Linked DNA regions of Zea mays: regions 1 and 2 are each linked to region 3. Evidence: chromatin contacts called from public Hi-C data. All regions are on one chromosome and are shown on one strand. The core of a region is the stretch at or near the end of the contact, and the rest is flanking DNA. Distances in the headings are between cores, read along the strand shown. Region 1 holds the start of LOC100273340 (Glycine cleavage system H protein 2 mitochondrial). Region 2 has its middle 130 kb from the start of LOC103626668. Region 3 holds the start of LOC100191193.

The links. Hi-C and Micro-C count contacts between places; a contact is called where the count stands out from the background.
Region 1: a Hi-C map of tassel shows a contact between it and region 3, with 2.9 times the contacts expected there. The contact joins the promoter of LOC100273340 here to the promoter of LOC100191193 in region 3. A contact is called at or near these places in 4 of 25 Hi-C or Micro-C datasets (ear, endosperm, leaf and 1 more).
Region 2: a contact with region 3 is called in a Hi-C map of tassel, with 3 times the contacts expected there. The contact joins the enhancer-like site here to the promoter of LOC100191193 in region 3. A contact is called at or near these places in 3 of 25 Hi-C or Micro-C datasets (bundle sheath, endosperm and tassel).

What each region holds. Positions count from the first base shown.
Region 1 is chr5:86,940,125-86,943,101 of Zm-B73-REFERENCE-NAM-5.0, reverse strand. LOC100273340 (Glycine cleavage system H protein 2 mitochondrial) reads right to left here and starts at 1,643. Exons shown (of 4, transcript NM_001147781.1): 1 at 1,463-1,643; 2 at 626-714; 3 at 1-168. The coding sequence starts at 1,556.
Region 2 is chr5:86,649,469-86,652,430 of Zm-B73-REFERENCE-NAM-5.0, reverse strand. No RefSeq gene overlaps it. Among protein-coding and RNA genes, the nearest start is that of LOC103626668, 130 kb to the right of the region's middle. Within about 2 kb of position 1,465, at least 19 of the 20 cell types and tissues checked have an H3K27ac peak or open chromatin away from gene starts, as enhancers often do. A contact at or near this core is called in bundle sheath and tassel, where this site is marked.
Region 3 is chr5:86,799,860-86,802,618 of Zm-B73-REFERENCE-NAM-5.0, reverse strand. It overlaps LOC100191193, which reads left to right and starts at 1,448. Exons shown (of 7, transcript NM_001136628.1): 1 at 1,448-1,885; 2 at 2,153-2,212; 3 at 2,511-2,759. The coding sequence starts at 1,474. LOC100274530 (60S ribosomal protein L27a-like) reads left to right here and starts at 152. Exons shown (of 1, transcript NM_001148887.1): 1 at 152-854. The coding sequence starts at 201. The coding sequence ends at 641.

The DNA.
Region 1 (2,977 bases), core at 394-2,893, 140 kb before region 3:
TCCAGGCTCCTCACTTAGTTTCTCGTTCACTTCAACCACCTCTCCAGACACTGGTGAATTGATATCGCTGGTTGCCTTCACACTCTCAACAGCACCAAAGTTCTTTCCCTGGGATACACTGATGCCAACTTCTGGTAGCTCCACAAAAACAACATCACCCAAATGATCCTGGACGCCAAAAGCAATAAACAAATTTTAAGCAATGCAAACCCTAATGTTATATACTGGACAAACCTAGTGACGAGGGCTCCCACATGAGTGGAGTCTAGGGAAGTGATAAACCGAGGCAAGCCTCACATATGTATACTGAAAAGAGGAGACCTAGTGCTGGAGGAGGCAACCTCCTCCACAAATGCAGAGAGGCCACTTGAAACCCGCGACTGGTGAGTCAGTAAGACAGCTCTCACCACTACACTAGGTCTGTCTTTCACTAACATATGTATACTGAACATGATATAATATATTAGAACTTGATGTCTTGGCAACAGATTGGATGCAGTATGCATATCAGTGTTGATAAGAACTACAGCACCAGACAACCTAACATATGGAGGGCCTAACACTAACACCTAGTATTGCCTCACACTCTAAACTCACAGCAATAGAAATATGTGAGCGTGTTAACCTGGGCATGGTCAGTAATCCCCACGGTTGCTGAATCACCCTCAACTTTCACCCATTCATGAGTGTCAGCATACTTCAGATCCTTCAGCACTGAAAAAAGGGGGTAACATGTGGAGCATCAGAGGTTGTATGCATTGGAGTGGCATTGTGGGGGCAACAATGCACACAGAAGTACTACACCAACCCCACCCAGTGACTTTCTGAGACCACCATTTAGTCTATTTGATACCAAAAAAAACAAATATGTATATCTCTTACAAGGAACCAGTCATTTTTTTCTCAGCCACATTTTACTGTTGCAGAACAAACCCCACAACAAAAAAACTGTACTGAAGCACAGGTTTACCAAAGGCCATCTAAGATCCAACACAAATATATAAATATTTGAGTATTCATATAAAAATATTAATTTCAGTTTGTAACACATTGCCTCCCTCGTCCACACCTAACACAAATAAATCTGGGGAAATCGATCTTCCAAACACATTAGCACTGTAAATACAAGATCTTTGTTTCTTCTCTTCCACACACACGCTGTCCACCATGAACGAACGAACGAACCCCCCCCCCCCCCCCCCCCCCCCCGCCGGGAAAGACAAAGCATTCATGATAAATAAGGAGCGGCGGCGGCTAAACCCCATTGTAAACCCCCCATCCCTGAACGCATGCGCCGTCTGATGGAACGCAGAACCACGGCCCAAATCAGGAACAGTACCAACCGCGAGTCGGGATCTATACGCGCGCGAAACGACACAAGGTGGCGCCGTACCAACCGCGAGGAGCCGTGATCCGAGGAACCAGGGCGCCGGAGACAGAGGATGGGGGGTGGCGGGCGTACCGGTGGCGAAGGCCCTGGGGAAGGTGGAGATCCTGAGGTAGGCGGCGGCGCGGGACGCCCAGAACAGCCGGGAGGAGGCGGCGGCCATGGCCATGGTCCGGGGAGACGGCGGCGGACGAGGAGAGGGGTTGGTTGCTCGGCGCCGCTTCCGCTCGGCGGTGAGCTGGTGGCCTCGTTTCGCCTTTCTTTTGTCCCTGCGGGGTTGCCAAAATGGTGCAAGTTGGTGGCGCTGCGCCTCCGAATTCACAAAACTAACAGTAGGAATGGGCCCTCGTGGTGGCCTGGTGGGCCTTGGAGTACTTGCGCTTTATGGTTTTGCAGTCTTGCCCTCGAGTACTTGTGATATCTGGAAAACTCAGGATTGCTCTTCCGTTTCAGCAACGAAAGAAAGAGGCTCAGGCTTCGGATGCTCAGAAAACGGAAGTACCTCGTGGTATCAGGAATTGCATTGCATCGCCAACTTGACATCGAATCCCATGTCCAAATGGACGCCAATCTGGTCCTGATTTGAATCTCAATATACTAATCCTAGTCGCGAAATTAAACTGATGCTTTTTTTTTCCAAACCGAGAGGGGGATCACCAAACCAACAAACCCGCAAGAGGAATCAACAACCACACGGGATGGGGTCGTTGGCATGCGTAAACAAATAATCCACCGAGGACACCGGTGCTCTCTGACACCGATCGGACTTCTCAACAGCGGTTGGTGGCTGATGCAGACTGCAAATCAACTACTAGTACTAGAGCGGCAGTTGGTAAGGGGATCTGTTGCATCGCATTGTAATAACCATAGCCGAATATACAAGACGACCCACACACACACCCAGCAATGGTGTCATTGTTCCTTTTTACACAATTCCTCCTGCTTGCATTTCTTTTTTTTTATTTATTACAAGGATCTTGAACTGACTTTACGTGGCTACGTAGCAGCTGCAGCGCAAAGTGTTATATCCAATTTTCTTTTTAAAAAACGAAACTGAATGTGAATTATACATATACCTAGGGATAGAATTTGTACAAACAGCAACGTACAACGGAAGGCAGTTTTACAGGGAAAAAAACGTATAAAACTTACCGACAAAGAAAGTCGAGGAACAATAAAAAAAGTAGAGCAACAAATTGGTACGATGGACAGTGCTGCATAGTTTCCACCTAATTTCACGTCGAGCAGGAGCTCAAAAAAGCTAAATGTAACCCTCAAATTCACTCTTTTGGTGGATCTAAACTTTAGTGGAGCTCAGGCGTTTTTTTTATATTTTTTAATTAGTAAAACAATTCTTACTAAATCAGGAGTCAACACAGCTGACTCTAAATATTGAGATCTTTTCTACGAACTTTGTTTAAGATTACATAATTTGACTACAATTTCATCGGTAGATATTTTAGGTCTCGTTTGGTTCCATTAGTTCTACGGCTAAAATTGTATAGAACCTAAACTTTAGTCTATATCATGTGAAAGAAAAATGTGTATTTGGGCTATTTCTAAATATTTTCGTGATTAACTGCTCAACAC
Region 2 (2,962 bases), core at 216-2,715, 150 kb after region 3:
TTCATAAATTAATCATGCGAGAGTCCTGAGCTGCTCATGACCGCGAGCACGGCTAGTATACCAGTTTTACACTCTGTAGAGGTTGTACCCTGTACCCACAAGTCATGTTACCCATCTGCCAAGGGATCACGACTCCCATACACCTCTACCAAGGAAGCGAGGCAGGGCAACACTACGAGGCCTTTACAAAGTTCCACTAGCTTCCGAAAACCCGCTACAGTTTATGGGAAGAGCACTTGCAAGAATCCCCCGTCTGACTGCCATCACAGCAAAATCAACCCGAGAACCTCCCTACATGCAACTCCCCTACTGCCCTTGCCCCTTTCGGGTAAGGTAGTCTTCCACTAGCTTTCCTAGTTAGTTGGCCAAGGGCGTCCCATTAAACCCTTGTGGTGGCACATGTTTCTCAAGTTAAGCTCCATGTTCCAATTAACATTAATGATCTTGACATGAACATAAATAGAATAACAAAATAACTGGAACATGGATATAATGAAATATTATCCCAAACCCATGTAAAGCAATAGCAAAGCTACCCATGCGATTCAGGATAACAAGGTAAAGTGATAAACAATCTAGGGTGACCTATCGGGTCCCATCAAAATTAAACATATGCATGAATAATGACATTAAAGAACATTATTGGGTATAAAAGTAGTCAAGGGCACAACTTGCCTTCAATGAGCTCCTGCTCAGCTACTTCTATCTGCTAGGCACCAGGATCCTCAGTCACAGGCTCTTCTACTCGCCACAATACAAACAAGCACAATATATAGAGAAAATTAACATCACACCAAACATGTAAACAAAATACATAATAATAATCTACACATTAAAATATAATCCTAATAACATGAATCATAATTTTTGGAGTTATAGATTTTAAGATATGAATTTCCAAAGGTTTTATGTGCTTAAATAGGATTAAGTGAGAAATTATTTTTCTTACTGTTTTCATGACAAAACAGGGACTCTAGATGATAGAAAATAATATTACAAAAATTTAGAAAGTGGAATGGGTTAATTTAGAGTTCATATGAATTTTCTATGAATTTATCAAGTCATAGTAATTATTTTCATATTAAAAATCCATTTTCCAATTTATTTATTCAATTTCAAACAGCACTGGACTGGGCTTCATTTATTGTGAAGCGCAGGGGTTAATACAGAAAAATGCCTAAGACACAGAAAGCTACTGGCAGGGATGGCGGGTTGATTCGCTAAAATTATAAGGTTCTTTCTGCAAACTGCGCACACCGAAGGGGTATGAAGCGTTAACGGCCGTCCGATCAAGCGCGGATGGCCCGGATTAGATCAGTCCCATCGCGAACCGGTACGCAATCTCGGCCCTCAGATTTGGATCTGACGACGTAGATTTTAAATACTAAGATCTAACTGCAGCCACTGGATATGAGATCTACGGTCAGGATTGATTGCGTGAAGGGGTAAGTAGTGATCTAATCTTAACCGCTAATCCTGAGATCGATGGCTTCTAACGCATCGTTCCCCATCACCTGTTCTCCCCGGCGAACAGACGCGACGGCGCTCTCACATGCGGTGGCGCCATGGTCGGACATGGCTAAACTGGCGAACCACCGCCCAGACTCCGAATAAAATGGTGCTACGCATGAAGGACGACGAGGTGAACTTCACAGGTTCGGAACTCACCGAGAACGAAGCTGCACACAGGCTGTTCACGCGTCGCGACAAATTCGACGGTACGGTGACGAAATTCCGGCCACCCGCGGAACCCCGCGCTCGGGCACTTGGTCGCGAGGTTTTGCGAACCCAGAGACGACCCCCGATCACAGGTTGAGGTCGGGGCGGCGCGTGCGGATGCCGGTCGACGACGGCGGGGTCTGGCGAGGTTCTTCCGCCGCGCGCGCAAATTCTACGGCGATGGTGGCTCCTAGAGAAATTGGCAAGGGTGAGCTAGGGGAGAGGATACCCGGGACCAGTTTATACCCCGGCCATGCCCCACGCCCACCAGAACACGCTGGATTTCAGGCGGCCAGTGCGCCATGCGCGGGAGCCATTTTGTGGAGGGGATAAGTCTGCTAAGTGGGCCCCCACTGACAGAGATCGCCCAAGAGACTGGCCGAGCTGGCCCATCTGCCATTGAATGGAAGAGGAAACGTGCGCGAGGAAAGGAGGCTGACAGGATGGGTCTGGTTGTCGGCGCCGCGGTGATGAAGTTGGGCCACGCGGTGAAGGTTGATAATGGGCCAAAATCCCGCCCGTTGGCCCAGCTAGGTGTCTTTAGTCTTTTCTTTTATTTTCCTTTTCCTTTTTGATTCATTTTCTTTTCATTTAAATCTCAAATTTGATTTTGAATCTTGTTATGTGTTTCCTTTGAGTCAATTATACAAATTCAAAACCCTTGTGTAGAAATAATATATATTTGTTTTTACTTATTTTTATATCCACATAATACTTATTTTCTTTTCTTTTCTAAATTCTAGAATTCCTTTTAGATTCTAGATTTCCTTTTTGAATTAATATATGTCTTGTCTCTTTATTTTTATATTGTCACAAAATGCACAAAAAAATAATATTTAGCATGATGCATAATTTAGTGGTATATATTTTTATTAATTATTTTTAAATATGGTGTTTACATGTGATGACAAATGGGTTCAACCCACACATATAAATAAAGGAAATAACATTTTCTTCTCCTTTTATATTCTCTCTTACAAATTGGGTATTACAGTTATTTTCTAAGGCTTATTTTTGCTGGCATCCAGGTGTAATAACATGACTTTGTACCAATTCTCAGCCACTTAATACTTATTAGTTATTTACTATTATTTTCTAAAGTTTCTAGCCAATGGGGTGCTTTCTACTACCACTATACTTGAAAAATATCAAACAACAGATTTCTAAATTTTCCTATCTTCTTCTTTGCGCAAGAGCAATCATTCTAAAATTTGGCAACTTTTTGCTTAAGGGAAAGGGTGGT
Region 3 (2,759 bases), core at 199-2,698:
GCCCAAAGCAAAACCCCAGCAGGAAGCAACGTCGACGGCCCATTAACTCCAACAGTCCCAGGACCCCCCTGCCCATCCGACGGCGATCACGCCTCGCGCTCGCCAGGCCTTATAGTACCCCTATCCTAGGGTTTACTCGCTCCCATCCACTCCCAAGTCCCAACACCCGTCGGCGTCGAGCAGCGGCAGCGGCGGCGGCGATGACGACGAGCCTGAAGAAGAACCGGAAGAAGCGCGGGCACGTGTCGGCGGGGCACGGCCGCATCGGCAAGCACCGGAAGCACCCGGGAGGCCGCGGCAACGCCGGCGGCATGCACCACCACCGCATCCTCTTCGATAAGTACCACCCGGGCTACTTCGGCAAGGTGGGCATGCGCTACTTCCACAGGCTCCGCAACAAGTTCCACTGCCCGTCGGTCAACGTGGAGCGGCTCTGGTCGATGGTGCCCGCCGGCAAGGCCGCGGAGGCGGCCGGCGCGGACCAGGCCCCGCTCGTCGACGTGACGCAGTTCGGCTACTTCAAGGTGCTCGGCAAGGGGATGCTGCCGTCCAGGCCCATCGTCGTCAAGGCCAAGCTCATCTCCAAGGTCGCCGAGAAGAAGATCAAGGCTGCCGGAGGCGCCGTCCTGCTGACCGCTTAGGTCCTTTTGCATCTTGTTTCAACTATCTGCGCTAAGAAATATTCTATCTTTTTTTGGGTGGATCTATGAGACCCTGGTTTTGAGCACTTGGTAACGAATATGAGTTCGATTATATCGATGCTGCACACCTCTTGCTGCATGTATTATTCATTCTATGCAGTTGCAGTTCATGTGGGCTGTGCTACTGAGATATGAAATGTTTTGGCATTTTTCTGATACGTCTAATTGTGGCCTTGTGGTCAGGCATTGCCCTCCTTTTTTCTGGTGTATTGTTGCAAAACAACAAAATCAATTGATTTCAGTCTTGCCCACTAATTTTCTGGCGTATGGCTGCAAAACAACAAAATCAATTGAAAGTTGTCGTCTATTTTATCTTTTTATGCTATGCTCCTAAGAAAATCAATTGCTGGACAACCATGTGTTGACACCAGCGACGGTAGATACAAAAATAACGAGAAACTTCTATGCATGGCCGCATAATGCATATACAAAAATAGAGCTAATGTGAGTGGGGGAGGAGCCGAGGACAGGTGAATCCGTAAATCTGGCTCAATGCAAATTGTTTCAGCTGCATTTTATTATATCCATCATTTGAAACACCCGATGATGAATTTTCGCAAAACATTCGACGACAAACATTCGGATTAAAACGTTCGGCCCGAGCTGGGCAGGAAACAAGCCCGGCCCAAAACACTCGACCACAAACCCATCAAGGTCGGGCCCACGTGAGGTCCCTCGCCGGCAGTAGCTGGCCGTGGACAACGCCACGACGACCCCGACCAGAGCCAGTCCGCTCCGCTCCACCCCTTGCTCACCTCCGCGACCCGCACCAATGGCGACGCCCACGGCCCCATCCCACTTACCCCTCGCCACCGCCTCCGCGTCCACCTCCTTCCCCGACCGCTTCCTCCGCACGCCGTGCGCGCTGCGGCCCCGCTCTTGGCCCCGCCTGCGGGCGGGCTCCGTCAAGGAGTGGCGCGAGTTCGAGGACGACGCGGGCGCCGTCAAGGAGTGGCGGGAGTTCGAGGACGCCGTCAGGAGGAAGGACCTCCCCCGCGCGCTCCAATTCCTGCAGTCCGTGGAGCCCGCGGCGGTGCAGGTCGCGGTCCCCGTGCCGCCGGGGCGGGACTGGGAGGTGCTCGACGCCTGCGTCGACGCCGACGACATGCGCCTCGTCGGCCGGGCGTACCAGTTCCTCGTCGACCGCGGGGTCCTCGCCAGCTTCGGCAAGTGCAAGAACATCGGTGAGTTGGGGCTTGGGGGAACGCAGCTGCGGAATGCCTTCACGATTTGGACATGGCGTCGAATTAACTTGGCGTCTTACTAGTTGTTTGTCAAACGGAGCTGTACAATTTGGCATGTGCTGATTTGATTGATATAATCATTTGCTATCACGCCTCACGATTTTTTGATGTTTATCATGTAACGTCTACTGTGTTATACAGCTGATGTCTCACTCCGACTGCTTTTCAGACTGACTGTATATGTGTCTTCCTTTTTTTTCCCTACAGTTCTGGAATGGCCAAGAGAAGTGACACCAACGGTTTTGAAGGAGATGACCGGTTTGGAAGGTGAGGATACAGACAGTGTCCCTGTCCCCTCTCTTCCACTGCGCTGTGATATTCTACACTAAAAATTTGAGTGGGTTGTCAGTTATTACATAGCAGGAAGTTAAGGCAGAACCTCTTCTTTCCTTTTATTATTTATTAATCTAAAACGGGAAAACTTTACTGCAACATTCTTTTGCAAATCATACTCGAGCAAGCTGATATAGCTGCTCCAAAAGGAACTTTAGCTCGTCTATTGTGGTTTATCACCAACTATGGTATAAAGATACGATTTTTTTCTTGAATTTGTTAATTTCTTCAGCTGAAAAACTTGCGCCGAAGAAATGGGGTCTGTCGGGAAGTTCACCGTATGTTCTCATTGGATTTCTTGGAGGCGTATCCTTTCTACTAACACAAGGGGTCGATCTACGGCCTAAACTGAGTGCTGTATTGGGATTAGCAGCAGCCGATGCAATGTTGCTCGGTGGTACTTGTCTTGCTCAAATCTCATGTTTCTGGCCTCCGTATAAACGTCGGATCCTTGTACACGAAGCAGGCCATCTTCTTACTG